3 separate regions of the Mus musculus genome follow, and all the other regions are linked to region 3. Evidence: chromatin contacts called from public Hi-C data. All regions are on one chromosome and are shown on one strand. Each heading gives the region's core, a stretch centred on a gene start, on an enhancer-like site or on the middle of the called end of the contact. The rest is flanking DNA. Distances are from core to core; before and after follow the strand shown. Region 1 holds the start of 1700083H02Rik (RIKEN cDNA 1700083H02 gene). Region 2 has its middle 56 kb from the start of 1700083H02Rik. Region 3 holds the start of 9630002D21Rik (a long non-coding RNA gene).

What was found. A called contact is a pair of places that touch in the nucleus more often than the background predicts.
Region 1: a Hi-C map of cerebral cortex shows a contact between it and region 3, with 1.9 times the contacts expected there. The contact joins the promoter of 1700083H02Rik here to the promoter of 9630002D21Rik in region 3. A contact is called at or near these places in 4 of 484 Hi-C or Micro-C datasets (cerebral cortex, cortical neurons, liver and 1 more) and 3 of 115 datasets of contacts at active chromatin or transcription factors (SST interneurons, embryonic stem cells and stem cell-derived neural progenitor cells).
Region 2: a contact with region 3 is called in a Hi-C map of embryonic heart, with 1.9 times the contacts expected there. The contact joins the enhancer-like site here to the promoter of 9630002D21Rik in region 3. A contact is called at or near these places in 1 of 15 datasets of contacts at CTCF or cohesin (stem cell-derived epiblast-like cells), 12 of 484 Hi-C or Micro-C datasets (the HPC-7 cell line, cerebellum, embryonic heart and 2 more) and 3 of 115 datasets of contacts at active chromatin or transcription factors (SST interneurons, bone marrow-derived macrophages and embryonic stem cells).

Annotation. Positions count from the first base shown.
Region 1 is chr12:71,381,816-71,385,988 of GRCm38.p6, reverse strand. It overlaps 1700083H02Rik (RIKEN cDNA 1700083H02 gene), which reads left to right and starts at 1,781. Exons shown (of 2, transcript NR_136902.1): 1 at 1,781-1,938; 2 at 2,357-2,835.
Region 2 is chr12:71,438,433-71,442,596 of GRCm38.p6, reverse strand. No RefSeq gene overlaps it. Among named protein-coding and RNA genes, the nearest start is that of 1700083H02Rik, 56 kb to the right of the region's middle. Within about 2 kb of position 1,421, at least 13 of the 459 cell types and tissues checked have an H3K27ac peak or open chromatin away from gene starts, as enhancers often do. A contact at or near this core is called in SST interneurons and embryonic heart, where this site is marked.
Region 3 is chr12:71,575,442-71,579,532 of GRCm38.p6, reverse strand. It overlaps 9630002D21Rik (a long non-coding RNA gene), which reads right to left and starts at 1,602. Exons shown (of 3, transcript XR_872814.1): 1 at 1,387-1,602.

The DNA.
Region 1 (4,173 bases), core at 532-3,031, 190 kb after region 3:
CCATCCATATTTAGTAGATCCTTTTAAAATATCTTTCCAAAGATCAGCAGTGAATGAAAAAAATATCAAACAAGAGAAAATTCATAAAGTAAAATTAGTAATGTAGATATAAAAAACTTTGACTACATCACATTTTTAAAAAACCTTTTAATAGGCATCTTAAGAGGACTTTGTTTCCCATCTGGGCATGGAGTCCACTAGGTCACTGTGCACATTACTGATTTCATGTCTTTGTTCTTTTTGCCCTATCTCACAGATAGCCCAAAAAAATCCACTTTGTTTGTCAAAGCTTAAAAAAAAAAATAAAGAAAAAAAGAAACAGATTTATCTTTTAAAATGAAAGGCCACACAAAAAAGTACAAAGTTCTGTGCATTATCAATTCTTTTACTCAATGGCATCTTTATTGCCATGGTCTTGATTTTTTTTTTTTAATAACTTACATCCATTCGGCAGCTTCAGATCCACATGCATTGCAGAAATTCCAAGAAACCTCATCATAAAGGTTATTTCTTCATGGCTCCCTTTATAAAAGGGAGCCGTACTTTGTAGGATTATAGCCCTGTTCAGACAAGGACCGACAACTCTTTTATGATTCCTTTGTTCTCACCAGATACCCACAGAGCAAGGCCACTGGTGAATTTGTTTTATTGAAACTCTGATCCAAGAAAACATAAAACCCACAGAGGAGAATGAAACTGGGGCTCCATGGGGAGAGAGAGAGGTCTTTCCTCCTTAAGGGACTCAAACTCTTCTTGGAATAGGCCCTGTACTATAGCACTATATTCCACCACTAGGAAGACTGTGGCAGGAGGATCACAAGGACTGCTTGGGTTACAGGGTGAGCTCATGATGTGTGTGGCCAAGTTAGGGGCTCCCTATCCAAAAGTGGGGCAGGGGGAGACAACTCAGGGATAAAGGGTATATAGCACGTGTGAGTTCGACCCTTGGCACCAGAATTTTTAAAAAGCAATCTTATAAATAGATGTAGATGTAGATGTAGATGAAGATGAAGATATAGATAAAGATAAAGATAAAGATAAAGATAAAGATAAAGATAAAGATATAGATAAAGATATAGATAAAGATAAGGATAAGGATAAAGGTATAGATATAGATATAGATATAGATATAGATATAGATATAGATATAGATAAAGATAACAATGAAATAAAACCCTTCCTTTAAGTGATGATCGGCTGAAAACATAGAGTTCCAAGTCCACCTTGGCCTTTGGAGTGAAATGTTTCTTATCACTTTATCAACCCTCTGTAATGGTTAATATTGATTGTCACATTGACCTTCTAGAATCACCTAGGAAACAAGCCTTCAGGTGTGCCTGTGGGAGAGTATCTGGATTGGTTAACAGAAGCAGGAAGACCCACCTACCTGAACTCTGGAATCCCCCCAAGCTAGGGGCTGGAGTCTAGAACTGAATAAGAAAGAAAGTAACCTAGGGTGAGCATTTGTCTCTCCCTTTCCTGACTACAGATGCAGGTTGACCAACTGCCTCGGGCTCCTGCCTAAGCCAGGCTTCCACCACCGCTATGGTGGGCTGTTCTGCCAAACTATGAGCCAAAATAAATCCTGTCTTCCTTAAGTCGATTTATTGGGGCATTTATCATCACAGCGACAGGAAAGTAACTGATATTCCATCCCATCTCCAGATAAGGACACTCCCCACTCCACCTGTTACGCCCAATTCCAACATTCCAGAGTCACTGAAAATACAATATGGAACTCTGGATGCTTCTTATATGGAATTTTCCTTTCCCACAAAACATGAGTGCCATAGGACAACTTAGAAGAAATGAAGTGGCCTGAAGTGCCTGGGCCACCAAATCTCCCAAATGAGAGCAAAGGTGCACCTTAATATGTGTAACATTTTTTGGAAAGAAAAGAAAAAACTAGAGGGAAGAATGAAGATTAGTAAAGCAGAGGTAAAGAGAGACTGGGGAGGGAAGATGAGGGAGATCTCTGCTGAGATACTGACTTGCCCACCTTTAGCAGCCATTCAGCCCATGAGGCCTCTGTTGGTTGTCAATACTCCTTAACAATATTAGCGTCCGCTACCCCATGATTTACAGGGGACTGTGAATGTCTACAAACCAAGCCTTTTCCGCTTCAATTTCTCGTCTTGTGAGTTTGCCAAGCATGTGTTCCGTAACTTGCCAAGCAAAATAATTCTCTGAGGGTGAACACAATGTGAACACACATTCGTGTCTCCCTAGGGGCACTTTTGGTGGTCATATTGACAAACTATATGCACCAAAATATAATCTTTGAGTTGCATTTGTTTTTCCGAAAGCAAGCCCATGTGTCTCCGTTCTCACTGACATTTCTTTTTTCCATCTGCAGCAAAACAGGTCGGGGAAAGGCACCCAGCCCAACCTTAACCAGGAAGTTAAAAAGTCAAGAAAGGTCTAAATGCCGGGATTCCCTGGGAACTGAGCCTGGGCCATCGCGCTCCTGTAGTGTCCACTTCCTCCTCTTAAAATGATCACCAAAAAAGCCCTTCTTTAATCAAAAGAAAAAAATTGAACTTGATAAATTGTGTGCGAAGAGGATCAAGGGACAGACAGAATTAAGCAAGGACAGCGGCAATACAGACAAGTAGCAAATGTGCTGTCTGGGGGAAGCTGCTGTCCACAGGCTACAGTCTGAGGAATATCGACATCAGTGATTATTTTTTTCAACTTATTCAACCTCTTTATTTTTATCAGTGCCTCCTTAAGAATAAAGAGTTGTCAATACTGATGTTTCACACATAATAAAACCAAGAAAATCACATACACACCCCTTTCAAAACTTCAAATAAACAGTTCGATGTTTGGTGCCCTGTGGTTATGACACCATTGAATTGAACAGATGTGATCTCAGACAACGTACTAGGCATGTACTAGTTGGGGGCCGAGGGAACAAAGCAAAGGTAAGGTGACAACTTAATGGAAAGAGGTCAAGTAAATAGGTGATGGAAATATAAAGGAATAAGCACACTGCATTTCAGCATTCAGCTTTCTTTCACTTCAGCAAAGCTAGAAACAGCTGAGCACAGGCCATTTTGAAATGGTAGGAAAGAACAAAAAATATTGTCATCCCTCTTTGGAAGCTGGAGTCACTGGTGACCTGATGTGTCCAAATTTCAATCCAAAGCCACGAAAAAGAGAGATTACCATGTGGTCAGTTAAAAGCCTGAAAGAATAGCAAGGTGTCCATACCCTACGCTCAGGGGACATAGGACCCTTTTGTGTGGTTATTTTCTTATGTGGCAGGTCTTTCCCATTGTATTAGTCAGTGTTCTCAAAAGGAACAGAACTGGTAGAATGAATATAGATGGATGGATGGATGGATGGATGGATGGATGGATGGATGGACAGCTAGATAGATAGATGATTGGAGGGGGGGCTTACAGGGTGTGGTTTGGGTAGTCCAACAATGGCTGTTTCATGGCAGAAATGGCAAGCAATAATCTGATGGTTGTCTAGTCCACCATCCTGGCTGTCTCTGCAGTCCCAGTCTGGTGCTGGGGTCCCAGAGGATTCCTAGAAACCTGCATATCTTCCATCAGTCTACAGTGGAATCCTGAAGAAGTTGGATTTAATACTGGCTGAAACAATAGGATAGTTGGACTTGCCAATAAACATGAGGGTGATCAGGCAAAAACAAAGTCTCCTCCCTTTTATGCAGAAATGTGGCTGAGACTTAAGGTGGGTCTTCCTGCCTCAAGTAATCTGATTAGAAATAGCCCTCACAGGAGTACCTCACACCTTAGGTTCTAGTTGGTTCTTGATGTAGCCATCCTACTTGCTTTCTAGAGGCTTTTACCTATGGAGGGTAAAATGTTCTGTAAGATAACCCAAGGCAGAATAGAAGACAGAAAATCTAAATATAATAACACAGGAGGTTCAAGCAGAAAACATTTAATTTATGATAAGGCATATGTGCTTTTATGCCTTATTCTTTAAAAAATAAAGATTTATTTTATGTATATGAATACACTGTTGCTCTCTTCAGACACACCAGAAGAGAGCATCGAATCCCATTACAGATGGTTGTGAGCCACCATGTGGTTGCTGGGAATTGAACTCAGGATGTCTGAAAGAGAAGTCACTGCTCTTAGATGCTGAGCCATCTCTCCAGCCCGATACTTCATTCTTATTTGATGCACTTGGGCC
Region 2 (4,164 bases), core at 172-2,671, 140 kb after region 3:
ATACAGGAATGGGGAGGAAGGAAACCTCTAGCTTATAGACTCTATAGACTAAATCTGAGCCTAACACTCAGCACAATGGCACTTTACATCATTATTTAACCCCATTGTCTGTAATAATAATAATAATAAAAGGTGGGTGCACCAAAGTCATATGCATAGTCCCAGGTTCTGATATCGATCAATAAACATGCTCACTTTATGCTCATGATCACGTGCTGTGTTGATGATGACAAAACAAATTGAAAAGCTTCTTTTAGCTTAGACACACACTTTCTTCCTTCGGGGATGTCAACTGTCTTGAAGGGCAAAGTTGAACATATAAAGAAATTTTCTATCTTGACAAAACCAAACAAATAACTATTTTTAACATGAATGAAATTAATGAATTAATCCATTTCTATACTGTCATGATTTCTTTCCAATTTTAAATGGCTGTGTGAAGCATGGGCTACATATTCCACATATGTGATTTTGGAAGACAGACTCCTCCATGGATTCACTCATGTATAACTCATGCTATAGTATACAATTCAGATGTCTACTGAGATGTCCAAAGGGCTTTAGGTACCACAAGTTCAAAGCCTAGGTCTCCCAAAGTATTCTTATGACCCCTATGGTTATGTCTTCTTCCAGGAACAGTACACATCTACTGACTGGTAGTCCTTAGAGACTAGTGGCTAGCCTCTTACTTCAGTGAGGAAGGGCACTACAGGACAGTTTCACCTCCATAGAGACCCCTGACTCACTTCCCCTCTGCCTAGTTCTGAGTCCCTCTCTTCATGCTAGGTCCAGCATTCCCTGTATGTTTCCCAGGGAGATTTATCAGCTAACATCTAGAATATAGAGGAGGCTGAGCTACAGATAACCCAGAGACTGAAACACCAAAGCAATACCAACAGAGGCATGATACAGAGAAACACAGGGAGGGGAAAGGGACAACTCTTGATTTAGATGCTCCTGTGGGAGCACCAATGCTTGGCGTCATCCTGGAGGAACACTCTCAACTGATAGAGAAGATGGGTAGTGGATCAAACACTCTACATCAGGCAGACGTAACAGCCTTTGACAAGTCGAGAAGCTATGAGAGTCTGGCTTGTGTCTAGTCACACTGAACCAGTCAGAGTGGATGAAGCATGAGTAAGGAAGAGATAAGAGTTACAGTTGAAGCCAGGAAACAGGGTAGCATCATTATACATGGGAATGGGAATGATGCAGAACTTAAAAGTCTTCTAATCGCACTGCACGGGTCTCAATTCTGTGATTATATGAGTCCAACAGCTTACCAACTAAATGACTATATGCTTGCCCAGCCTCTCTAAACCTCCTTTCCTCATTTAAAAAGAAGCATACTTCTAAGAATGGCTTACTTCCTAGATATGGGCATGGAAACTGAATGAAGTCATAATGTGTTTAACCCAGAATCAGACTCTGAGAAAATTATTTTTAAATGTATGTGGTTGGTGAGATGACTCAGTAGGTAAGAGTGCTTGTTGCATAAGCAAGATAACCTGAATTCCAAAGCTGTTCTTGGCCACGTGTGCCTGACACCCTAACACTTTGAGTGGCAGGACAATCACTAGAGCTTGCTTGGTGCCAGCCTAGCTCCAGTTCAGCGAGAAACACTGTCTCAAGGGTGGAAGAGTGACAGAGTAGGACCTCCAGCATCTTTCTGTGGCCTTCATACACATGCATGCACAGGCATATAGATCTGCACACATATATGCATGTGCGTACATGCGCGCGCGCACACACACACACACACCACACATACATGCATACATAAACACACATATACACACCACATACACACAAATACACATATACACACATGTTTAACAATATGGGCCATTCATTCTAAGTAACAGAAGTTAATAGTCATAACTGCCATAACTTGGATCTGAGGTTTACCCCGTGCTAAAGGCACAGTCATTAGGGACAATAAGGAGAGGGTTTAGCAGTTCCAGGTTGTCCCATAATCCACGTGATGGATATCCAGGACCCAGCAGCAGGTAAGCACATCCTTCAAGCCTCTCCTTCTAGTTCCAATAGGGTAAGCACAGCACCGTCTCCCATGAACCTTTCATACTTTGGATGTTGGGGCCACTGGTATTATCCATAAGTTACACACATACCTAAGTACACTCTCCCGTGGAACAGTTCTGTCCAGTTACTTTGGCAACTCTGACCAGCTTAATGGTCTACATGCAACTCTTGTCCATGACAGAGCCAATCTGGCAGTGAGACCACACTAGATACTTTAAATGAAAGCACACACACACACACACACACACACACACACACACCACCACCACACCATGACCTGAACAAGAATATTTGTTAACACTCTGAAGGTGGATGTAGGTGGGCTTATGTGAGTTCATGGTCAGCTTAGTTTATATAGTGTTCTAGGCCAGCAAGGACTATAGAATGAGACTTTGTGTTTTAAAAAAAGAAAAGAGCCGGGCATGGTGGCACACGCCTTTGATCCCAGCACTCGGGAGGCAGAGGCAGGCAGATTTTTGAGTTCGAGGCCAGCCTGGTCTACAAAGTGAGTTCCAGGACAGCCAGGGCTATATGGAGAAACCCTGTCTCAAAAGCAAAACAAAACAAACAAACAAACAAAAAAACAAAACAAAAAAACGAAACGAAACAAAAAGAAAAGAAAAGAAAAGAGAGAGAGAGAGAGAGAGAGAGGAAGGAAGGAAGGAAGGACGGAAGGACGGAAGGAAGGCAGGCAGGCCACAATCTAAACATTTATCCTTATACCCACAGGTAAGTATAGATGTCACCCTTCAACAAAGAAACTTCTCTTTGCAAAGGATGAAGGACATTACAGAAAACAGAAACAGAACAAGAGGCAGAGAGCAGGTGATCATGTGGTACACAGCCCCTGTGGGTCCCCTCCCCTCTCCACAACACATCCTCTGCACCTAAGCCTCAGAGAACATCTTGAAAGAGGGAGCAGACAGATTTTAAGAGCCAGGGAACCATAAAGTCTGCTGGGAGACTGCATCTCCTAGAAATGCCAAACAAGCTGCGCCCATGAAGTTATTAATATGGATGCCTAAGCAAGATCTGAGTCCAGATGACCCCAATAGACATGCCAACATGGAAGGGGGAAAGCTCGGGCCCCAACCCTGGACAAGGACCACAGGCAACTAAGAAACGCTGAGATGAGGAGAAACGGTCTTCCCCAGGGGAGAGTCCCCTCCAGATCGGTTATCCAATACCATTTGGTCACCTGTAAAGTTATATACACACAAGAAACTTCAAACAGACTGATCAACTTATATTTATATATTTAGAAATCTATTTATATATATATAAGAAGAGCAATTTCAGAAGCAGAGACAATGAATCTGAGCGCTAGGAAAGGGGTTACTTGGAAAGGGTTGGAGGGAGGAGGGGGAAGGCAGACAATAATGTAACTGTTTTCATTTCAAAAAAATTGAAGAAAACAACAAGAAGAAGAAATACATGTTCTACTGACTGAAGCAGGTCGTTCCCAAAGAGACGATGAAATATGGCTAAATGCATCTACTCTAGAGGGCAGACGTCATCTGTAGTGGAGACATGCAGAACAGCAGCTGCCTGTAACGACTGAGAAGAATATTGGCGCACGCCTTTGATCCCAGCACTTGGGAGGCAGAGGCAGGCGGATTTCTGAGTTCAAGGCCAGCCTGGTCTACAAAGTGAGTTCCAGGACAGCCAGGGCTATACAGAGAAACCCTGTCTCGAAAAACACCAAGAAAGAAACCAATTATAGAAGCCTGTGGACGGTAGAATCTAGGTAGGGGATTCCCCCTGAACACTGCTGTTACATTTTCACAGGAAAAAAAAATGTTGAAAAACTTATTTTGGAAGAGTGTGGTTGTTGTCAAATGTAGAAATCAATCTCACAGCTGGCCTGAGGTAAATGACAATGCAGGGGTGGGGGGGGGTGAGGGATGGGAGAGGTGGAGGGGAAGGAGTTGGGAATATACCAACAGAAGACTTCCCTTTCTTGCGCAATCTAATATGTGTTTGCCCAAACAGAACACAAGCACTGAACACTTGGTGTTAGATTGGATGACTTCCTGTTGGCTTCCAAACTTAGACCTAGCAGACAGTCTATGTGCAACTAAAATAAATAAATCAGCCAGCAGTCAGCAGGCCTTTCCGGTG
Region 3 (4,091 bases), core at 353-2,852:
AGACTCAGAAGGCCGAGACAAGAGGCTCAGAAACTCAGGGTCATCCTTAGCTACATAAGAAGTTCCAGGCCAGCCTGTGCTATGAGTTTCTAGGTTTAGTTTTGTTGTTGTTTTGTTTGTTTGTCTGTTTGTTTGTTTGTTAAGTGTATCAGTTAGGAGAACAAGGAATTTTGAAGCTATTTGTGGACTTCAGAGATTTAGCTCCAGGTATCCCCTTGCCTGTGCCCCACTCCCCCAGAAGTCAGCAAATCTGTGACGTGAATTGAAGTTGCATTTTTTTTTTCATGTGTTTTGCGAGTTCCTACTAAGGTCCCAGGAGAGGCGGGGTGGCTGGAGTGTAATCAGAGGCATCTATTTGTCGCCAGCTGCAGTGACTCTCTGCTTAAGTCTGGAACAAGGTCATCACTCTCAGCCTGTCACGCACAAGCGCACAGCGGGCCTGGCAGAGGCTCATTAGTATGCCACACATTCCATCAGCTAAATTTGCTATTTCATTTAGAATGCCTCTGATTGCATTTTTTATATATACATTCCCGGGCTCCTCAGAGGAACGGATGCCACTATTAGTGAGCTGACAGGCAGTCGAGCATACGTTGATGTGTTTGCCATTAAACTATGGGGGAGAGTTATTAAAAACATTTGGCTATCAACTATGAATTTGGTTAGAATCATTTAAGATATAGAAGTACTTTTAAACAAAAGAATAGGAAATAAATAAATCAATCAAAGAAGATTGGTGGGAGAAGAAGATCACTTAAATAAGTTGGAATTTACTAGAAATGATTTGTTTTGCTCTATAATTATGACCATATAAAAGAAAATGAATGCAGATATTTTAAGGCTATAAAAACATTCAGTTGACATTGGGCATTGGCTCCTACTGCTGCAAAAGACACATTACACATTTTGCAAACCTGATATTTTTGTTTAAACTGAGTATGTCCCTTTAAAAGATAATTAATGTTTATGGTAACCATGCTCTTCTCTATATTTCTTCAGACGTGATGGACCAGATGACATTTGTCTTACTACCTCACAGAAGAAGCAAGTGAGGCATCCTCTCCTATGGGCTGTGAGAGAGATGTACAATTTATGCTTCTACCAAGCGAGCTACTAAAACATGGAAATTTATGATTTTTGCCCCCTAGAAAAACCTCATTAAGCTCCTTGAAGAAATGCAAACCTCGTGAGCAGTAATCAAAGCCTATGAAGCCCCCAGAGCGGTTAACAGAGCCCACTTCATCAGACAGTCCCACCGGGGACAGAGCTGCCCGGGGACACGCTTCTTACTGAATTCATTATTGAAACTCCACTGCAGAGTCACCAGGCTAAACATCCCCCCATGCTAGAATGTTCCATAAGAAGCTTTCCTGAGAACATACTGACCTTTTGTTATTGCCAAATTCCCAGGAATCATCATCACGGGCGGCATCTGGAAGTACCCCACGCCAGGCAGATCCACGGGCAGAACAGTCCAGGCATAGGCAATGGCAGCCCATCACCAAGGACAGAATTCTGTACAACATAAACCTTCCTGTGAGTCACTGTAACTTAAAACTGCGGCTCCTGTGGGCAGCATCACGCAGCACCCGTGCCTATTCTATTTCGTTTTGTTTCTTTGGTTTTATTTGTTTTGTTTTGTTTGGGGGGGGGGGTGGGTGGCAGGGTTTCTCTGTGTAGCTCTGCCTATCCTGGATTTCTCTATTTCTACTAAAAGAAATTTCGGGCTTATGAGTCTGAATGAAACTACATTTAACCCATGAGATGAGGAAGGTGCCCTTTGTGGAGAATGGGCAAGAAGTTTGTGTTTGTGTGAGTGGATACCATGAGTATGCTGGAGTTAGCAGAGACCAGAAGAGGGCGTCAGAACCCCTAGAACTGACATTACAGTTAGGAGCATCCCATGTGAGGGCTGGGTATCAAAGGTTCTGCAAGATCAAGTGTAACCTCCCCACCCTCGGCCTGAAACCTGTTAGCTCAGGTTTCACTATTAGCAGGAAGGGAGCGTGGGGTGGAGCCTGCCGCCCCGCCCCATCGTTCTGCCACTCCCACTGCTGCTACCTGCTACCTGCCGCCTAGCTGCTCCGGAGCCAAGCACGTGGTCACCTGCAACTGGACTCCAGGATTGTTTGGCAGGAATGAGCCCCTTCCCCCTTCTTCATAACCCAGTGCACTGAATAGTAAAATTGAGCTTTGATTAGAAACCGGTTGTCTTAGCTCCGTTCTTTCTCCCGTCAGTCTAGTTCCTTTTCTTTCAGCTCGAGTCTGCCATCTCAGCCATACCAGTTCCTCGCGAGCCGCTGGACGGCCCGCGACAATCAAGGAGTGCTTTTAACCACTGAACTATCTCTCCAGACACTCTCCACCTACCCGACCCCCACCCCCACCTCACCCCACCCCACCCCCATCTTAATTTCCTACCGTTGCTGTGACAAAGTACAAGTGGAATAAACCAGCACAAGGGTTGTATGTCATCATCTTGGAGATGACATGTCTTAAATCACTCTGCTGTCAGGGCCCAGCTCCCTCTGAAATCTGATGTGGTCGATCCCTCCTTTTCTAGCTTCTGCCATTTATCAGCAATCCTTGGCATGCTCCTTAGCTTGAGGCTGCACTGCCCCACCTTCTGCCTCTGTTGTCCCACAGCCCTCTGGTCTCTTGTCTTCCTTTTCTTCTGAGGCCATCAGTCATACTGATTAGCACCCAACCTAATATCCTTGTTTTAACTGGATAACATCTGCTAAGACACAATTACCAAGGAAGGTCACATTCACAGGTTGCAGGACCAGGACATCGATCTGTCTTTTGGGAGATACTGCTTAACCCAAAATAGACCACTTTAGCTGGAAGAGTCTGCAATACTACAGGCAGATGACACAAGATGCAAACCAAGAGAGACATGGCCGAGGAAGACAGAGGGAACCTTGTTAGGGAAAGAGTATAGGCCACGAGTGGATTCATCAAGCTAAGACAATAAGTAAACTGAAGTCAATGCATATCAGATACAGTCACGGAAAAGGCTCTGTTGAGTCTAAAGAAAGCAGTTTCTGTATTGTGGTGAGGGCTGTGACCACATCGAAGTAGGCAGCAGCAAGTGTAGGCTGGTTTCTCCAGACACGTAGCTGTGTAGGGATAGGATGAACAAGAGATATTAGACAGCTAAGTGGCATTTTAAGGCAGGCACTGGTGTTCAGAGTCTGAAAGCACTTAACCCTCAAAGGTGCTTCTTCACCATGAACAGCTATTGACTCAAGCAAATATCGACCACGATGAGAACGCTGAAGACAGACATCTCCAAACTGGTAGTAAGGATTGTACTGGAGTGCACACTGCCCCGACTTTTCAACAGGCATTCCCTGCCCTGCCTATCATGGGAAGGGCAAGATGAGTGTAGAGGTGATTTAAGATGGGCTTGCTGAACATGCACAGTTGTGTGTATATGTGTGTGTGTGTGTGTGTATGTGTGTGTCTGTACACATAACTGTATGCTTTTACCTGTATCTGTATATGCATACATATGTAGATATATATAATATTATGCATCACTTAATGACAAGGATATGTTCTCAGAATAAGTTGTGTGTGATAATGTGTGTGCATTAGTATGGTACATACACACGAGTATGCTCAGAGACCTAAGGGATGTGGCATATGTCCTGCTCTGTCAATTTCCACCTAGTCCCTTGAGACAGGGTCTCTTAACTAAAACTGGAGCTGGGCTGGTAGCTAGCAAGCCTGGGTGATCCTCTTCTCTGTGCCTCCCTCAGCATATTACCAACACATATGACCACATCCAAACTCTTACATGGATGCTGGGGATCTGAACCCAGGTCCTCATGCTTTGGTAGCGAGCCCTCTTACCTCTGCTCTAAGAATGATTTTCTTATCACATAAACATCGGTATGCACTAATGACATATTGCTTGATAATATTAAATAAGAGCACATTTAAACTCATAAGGACATACAGTATGGTAGATAAAGCAGGATTGTAGTTGTTCTATATCAAGTACTGTGCATTGTTCACAGTGTGCTGAACTTCTATGTAATTGCAGCACAGTAGATCACCCGGCATCACAGAAATCATGTGAA